Regions from separate parts of the Drosophila melanogaster genome. Here region 1 is linked to region 2. A link is a contact called in public Hi-C data. All regions are on one chromosome and are shown on one strand. Each heading gives the region's core, a stretch centred on a gene start, on an enhancer-like site or on the middle of the called end of the contact. The rest is flanking DNA. Distances are from core to core; before and after follow the strand shown.

Region 1 (3,409 bases), core at 387-2,886, 48 kb before region 2:
GCGCTATCTTTCCAACAACTAAGAACGTTGGCAACAATTCTAAGAATCTTTTTGATTTGGCACTGGAAGCAATTGCGCGATAGTGTAACACATAAAATAAACCTATTATATACTATATATAAATATATCATCACTTATTTGGGAAGTACATCAAAGTATTACAAAGGGCAAGTAATGGGTTCTATAGATTAGAATGAACGGCTGATTAGACCTTAACAGATGGAGCACACTATTAATTAATGCAAAAACAAAAGTGGTTAAGAAAATGGTGTTGGCAGTCTCACTGATTGCGCATTAGTCAGCAGGCTGGTCAAAAGATTTCATAGTGCATTGCTTAACAAACTGGAAAAGCTAAGAGAAGTGGCTAAGACATGGCATAAAATGTTTATCTGTAGGACAGATAAACATTGTTGCCCCCATAACTGAAGTGATAAGTTACCCCCCTGTATCCAATTTTCACTACGCCCCTGCTGGAAGATGGACTGCGTTGCACTTGGGGCCAAGCAAGAGGTTGCGAAAGAGAGAAATCGTGAGAGCGACAGAGAGAGAGAGACGTCGGTTAACAGGTGAAGAAGAAGCACTTATGTTGCGAAAGAAACCAATTAATTAGTGCATCCCAAGCAGATAAGAGATAAGGAGCACACCCACCTCCTTGTCCTTGAGTCCCAGCAGCAGAACCTCCTCCATGAGCGTTAGTCGTGTTTCCTTGGAGTCGCCATCGTCGATATTGTCCTCCTGGTCCTTTAGGTTGTCCAGTGCATCCTGGTTGTCGTCCGGCGTGTTGGCATTCAACCCACCCTCCGCCCCACCGTTTTCGCGGGGTTTCACCGAGCGACGCACCAATCCGTCGGAGCGATTCATTCCGGAGAGTTGGGTTGGGTAGTCGGGAAGTTCGGATCGATGGAGTTTTGGAGATGTGGGATGCGAGCGGAGCACCTATGTTTTTCTGCTGCTGCTCTTCTTCCTCTTTCCTCGTTTTGTGTGTGTGGCACAATTTGCTGACTCGACGTTGGGAGTTTCACAGTGTGTGTGTGTGTCTGTTTGCGCGAGTGCGGGTGTTTGCGTTTTTCTCTGTGTACTTGTGTCTTGTGTTTTTGTGTGTTGTTGTTTTCACTGACTCTTTTGCGCCCCCTTTATTTTGTATTCTTTTGCACACACGCACTTTTCACACTATCGCAAAAATGCAGGCCCTAAACTGCGTTTCGTTGTTGCTGCTTTGCTCGGCGTTTTTGCGCTGGGAACTCGACGGTTTGATTTACAATTTGGTGGCCCGTACTAATGGTGCATTTGCATTGGCCTTGCATTTACTGGGAATATGCGAGTGCCTGCGCGAAATAAGCTTTTTCCTATTATTTGTGTCTTTTGTCGACGTTCCGACGTGACATGATTTCCGCACTTTTCAGTACTGGCAATTTTCCAGACCTTAAGTGTTGGATAACGTTTTGCTTCTAGAGGTGCTGTTAAAACGAAATTAATTTAACTTTTACTCTTAATTTTTTGTAATTCAGCTTAATTTATTTAATCGTAAAGTTTTTGTTTGAATGATATTACAGTTCCTTGTCCATACTAAGGGTTTGGTAATGTTATGAATCCGAACCGATAGTTTGTCCGATAGTTGTAATCGCTGTATGACTCATCTCTAACGGAAACACAAAATAAAACCTACTACAATTTGTTGCATTTTGCCTAAATTCGTCACAAACACTGCCGTTAAAACGTTTATAATGTCCTACTTGACCAATTTCAACAGTGATACTGCCAAGCAAATTCTTATGGACATAATACGCTGTGTAAATCAGCCGGAAAACTCGAAGAAACTCTCAGAGGCAAAGGCTTCCGCTGGAAAAGAGATGATTCTCATGATGCAGCACGTAAATACCAAGCAAATCAAAACAAATAACCAAATAGTTTAACATAATACATTGCAGGTTTTTCCATTGGTGATGCAACTCCAACTGGAGGTCATTAAGGGTCATGGGTTTCCTGGAAACCGCGAGGGATTAGTCCAGTTCTCCCAGCTCATCAGAGAAATGGAAAGGGACGACATGGAAATCGTACGCCTGCGCAGTCAGATCCGCGCCATATACCTGCCCCCCATAGCTATAAACACCACCAACGACATCCTAATCTAAGCGTGGGGTAAATCCCCCAAACAAGACTGCAATTCTGCCCCCCGGTGGGTTTTTTAATATACTTTAAGCGACTTTTAATATTTGTAGCCCTTTTCATTTGAAGAAACTATATTCATTTTCAATTATGCCTTAACGTCATCTAGAAAATCTTATTTTCAAAGAATATTGAAATACTTCTCTAATACAGATTTCTGAAACAGGCCACCAAAATAGACTTAAGCTTGATATTCTTATAAAATGCATTTCTTTTGATAAGTTTGTGATCTTTTTTGTGTATTTTTTGTTGATGTACAAATGTTTTTCTTGTTCTTGCTAACAATAAGTAACATGGCAAAGGTTGCTATAAACAATTAAGGATCTGTGCCGTTCCATCGTCAGCTTTTAGGATCTAGGATATGTCGATCAGTCACGGCGATAAATTAAACAGTTTTCTTTCGTACCTATACAATAAGTTCCTTAAGAGCTATACTTTTATGTACACGTCAAGTAGTGAGCTGCTCGTCCAGCCTTCATCTTATAAACAATTAGGCGAGGATAATTAGTAACAATGTGAAATCCTAATGCGCGCTAGCACCATTTGTGGTGCTGGCATTATTGTTATTCCCGTTTTCGAGGTCTGTAGCCGTCAGTTTAGCCGGATTAATGTTTTTTATGTCGTTTCCGTTCAGTTTATGCTGCAAATGCTGCAGCTGCTGGGCGAGGTGCTCGTTCTCCGCCTGCGTAATGCTGTCAACATCAATGGACATCGACATAGGTGAGTGGGGCGTAAGCGGAGTCACTGGATTGCTGACGCACAACTCCTCAATGGTGGAGTCGCTGTTACTTGAGGGCGTCGAGGAGCGTGACCGCACTGGATACGAATCGTCCAGGGGCAGAGCAAAGCCCTGGGTGATCATCAGATCGGCAATATTTAGTTCAGAGTTGTCGGCTGGATCGAATAGTTCCACTCCGGGCAGCGGGGTTCCCTCCTTGGCAGCAGCACTTACAGCGGTGGTTGCCCGTGGACGCTCCTTGTAGGTCACCACTCGAGCAATCAGCTTTCTCCAATGTGCCACTACAAATGTTCGGTGTTTAGTCAAAAATATATCTAGCAACTGTTGCTGAAATCATACCCTCTGTCAGCTCTTCGAACTTTGCGATTGAAGACTTTGGCCACGTAATAGGCTCCGTCTGGATGGTAGATTTTACATTGGCCAAGAAGCATTCAACGGCTTGGAACCTAAAATAGTGAAATATAAATTTATGTCTATCCAATCAGTCGAACTGCTTACCTGAGC
Region 2 (2,968 bases), core at 115-2,614:
GCCGTTTATGGGCATTTGACTTGAAATGTCAACGTAAACGTTGCTCGTTGCTCGGGGAGAAACTGGTTAGCCAACTGAGGCGACTGGAGACCCCAAAGCGGATGCAGTGCAACTGAGCGCATCTTCAGGCCCACCGACCGACCGACCAACCGACCGTCCAAGCAACCTGACGAGGAACCCCAGCCCCGCCCCCTTTCCAAAGAGATTTTCCGTCGCAGCCGAGCGGAAATGTTCCAACAATTTATAATTAAAGATTGCCAACTGGTTTCCATGAAGATCCAAGATTTATGGGATCGAAAACACCTATCAGCTAGCACCTCCAAACATTTTGTATTACAATAGAGCGCTTTTCCCAGGCGCGTGGCGCTTATTTCATTTTCGGCCAGGGGGTCGTATTCATAATTATTTCAAATGCTTGAGAGCATTATCGCACACTGATTAGAGTTCACGGAATTGTCTTATCTATGGTTTATGTGCAAAAAGCTCGCCAATAGTCACAATTGACAGCTAATGGGTATGGCATGCTCGATCATTTCAAGTTTCCAGTCACAATAGGTGTGTATGTTATCTAGTGAGAGAACGATCCCTTGGTATTTCGGCGCCCATGCTTCTGGTATCAGCATGAATCGTTTGTTTAAACTTTATCTTCTATTGATTAACAACTAAATCGAGCGCCCCACGCGAATTCGACGCCGCCCACAGACAGCGGTTGCCTATTGAGTTGTTTCGTAGTAAACTTTGGTGGGTTTTAAATTATTTAAATTATTACCTCTGCGAGCTGTTGCTTCTTTCGTTGCCAAGGAAGTGGATGGTGGATCTGTAAATGTTTACGCGCCTAATGATTTGTTTGTGGTCTTTGCACACACTCCTACTTCTCAGAGTATAATAACATAATCGAGATTATTATGGCAATTGTGGGGAATCTGGGAATTTTAAAAAATTACGAACATAAAATACGTATGTTAATTGAGATTATTGTGAAATTATTCCGGAATTGGAATTGGAATTTTGTGGCGCATGCAAGTCTCTCAAGCTCTGATATAAGATTGTTTATAAATATTGAAATATAATGAGCAGCTCAGGGGTGTCTTTCAATCGTTAAAACTTTAACTCATATAAGACTGGCGCATCAAAGCTTCACTGTACCTCAAAATATAGGTCCGATTTAAGATATAAATCTTGGACGCTAAAACGGATACGGATCAAAGCGCGACTTCCTTAAAAAATTATCTTATTTTCGTATTCTTCACCAGTTCTTTTTGAATTGTTTTTGCTGTATGTCGCTCTCTTTGCTTCTCTTTCTCTTTCGATTCTCTCTCCGCATGCGCCGACTTGTTCATGTTCGCCGCCTGTTCGAATCGAATCGGCAGTCAAAAAGAAACTGCCGTGCTGGGCGGACGTGTAGAAGAGTCGCTCCTGAAAGCAACTAGACATTCTGCTGTAAATGGCAAACTAATATGTTTTAAATTGATTAATTCACAATTAATAGAATTTAATTCGTGCGCGGCGTTGAGGAAATAAACGGTTCTTCTTAACTCGGTGTGTGTTTACATTGCCCGGTGTGTGTGTGCGCGAAACGGAAATAAAAAATAAACAAGAGCGACAGCAACAACGCCAACAACAACAGCAACATCAGCGAGAGCAAAGCAACGCAACAAGAAGTGCAAGCAAAAGTGAAAAGGAAGACGAAAGAGGAAATGCCAAAGTACAACAACAAATACACGAACAAAACGCCAGAGTGCAAGTGCATCGCGTGAGTGTCTTACAGTGTGCGTGTGCGTTTGTGTGCCCGCGTCTGCCTGTGTGTGCGTGCTGCTGAGGCGGCGGCGGAAGTAAAAACGCTTGACTTCGCCTTCTTCTTATTCATTTGCTCCGCTTTACGGCTGGCATTTGTCGCAGAACGAAGCGAAAACAAAAACAAAAACAGAGAGCCTGGATTAGCCCCAAAAGCACACAACCACCGCCCACGCGGCGCCCCTCACCAAAAGGAAACAGCAACACAAACAACAATGGCAACTTGGCGCGACGCCCTCTTCGTCATCAGCAGATAACAACAAGAACAACATCGAATTAACAGAAACAAAACCAAAAACAAAAATAAAACAAGAAAGCGAAGCAAAAGCTAAAGCATTCTGGGATCTGGACATATCCGCTTCCGCGTTGCTTCTGTCGCTAAAAAGCTCAAGAATCGAATCCGAAGCCCAACGCAAACAGACAAATTCACTCACTCACCTTACAGTACGTAACCACAGTGCACAGTGGAGCAAACAGGTGAGAATTTTGATAATTTGTATACTTTTTGTTGTGAACTGTTAAATTAACCATTGTCAAAATAGTAGCAGAAAAGAGTGTCAAAAATAAAAACATTTTTTCTCAATATGTAAGCACAATGGTTTTTATATCTGGAGTTCTTTTATATTCGTAATCGTGCAAGAATCGGTGTTTACAGACATTACCCCTGTATCACTCCATTGCCGTCGTTGCTTTTTTTTACGAATTGGTTAAAACACCATCTTTTGGTACATGTATTTCCCATAACTACGTCACAATGGTCATGGAAACAGAAAAGTGTCTTGTCTGAGCAGCTGATAAATAATTGCTCCACCTTAATCTGGCTTTGGTTATCTGCTGCATATGACTTCCCCACTTCGCTCCACCCGACGTCTTACAATGTCTGAGTTTTGGTCTCTGGTTGAGGTCAACAATTTGTCGGATCTACACGTGTAAACAGATAACTTGGGCTATATTTGGTTCGCAGTACACTCATATGAGATGGATGAAGACTCGGCAACAACGGTTTATCTAAGGTTTAGTTGATTTATTTGCCTGTTCAGAGGATCTGATTGTGGCGTTTTCATTTGGGGCTTGTTTAAATAATAAGAGTTACAATTTTATGGGGATCTTGGGAGTGGTTTTATAGTTTAATTATTGTTTTGTTATCTGATTGTTGCGCATAATTTGTTGTATG

Evidence for each region. A called contact is a pair of places that touch in the nucleus more often than the background predicts.
Region 1: a Hi-C map of the Kc167 cell line shows a contact between it and region 2, with 4 times the contacts expected there. The contact joins the promoter of CG15387 here to the promoter of aop in region 2. A contact is called at or near these places in 5 of 107 Hi-C or Micro-C datasets (the Kc167 cell line, the S2 cell line and embryo).

Annotation. Positions count from the first base shown.
Region 1 is chr2L:2,224,521-2,227,929 of dm6, reverse strand. It overlaps CG15387, which reads left to right and starts at 1,636. Exons shown (of 2, transcript NM_001103588.2): 1 at 1,636-1,871; 2 at 1,929-2,385. The coding sequence starts at 1,725. The coding sequence ends at 2,132. papi (papi,) reads right to left here. Exons shown (of 5, transcript NM_164461.2): 3 at 3,404-3,409; 4 at 3,245-3,351; 5 at 2,386-3,186. The coding sequence ends at 2,690. sau (sauron) reads right to left here and starts at 1,588. Exons shown (of 5, transcript NM_001014460.3): 1 at 649-1,588. The coding sequence starts at 861. It also overlaps asRNA:CR44114.
Region 2 is chr2L:2,177,150-2,180,117 of dm6, reverse strand. aop (anterior open) reads left to right here and starts at 1,364. Exons shown (of 4, transcript NM_078731.3): 1 at 1,364-2,271.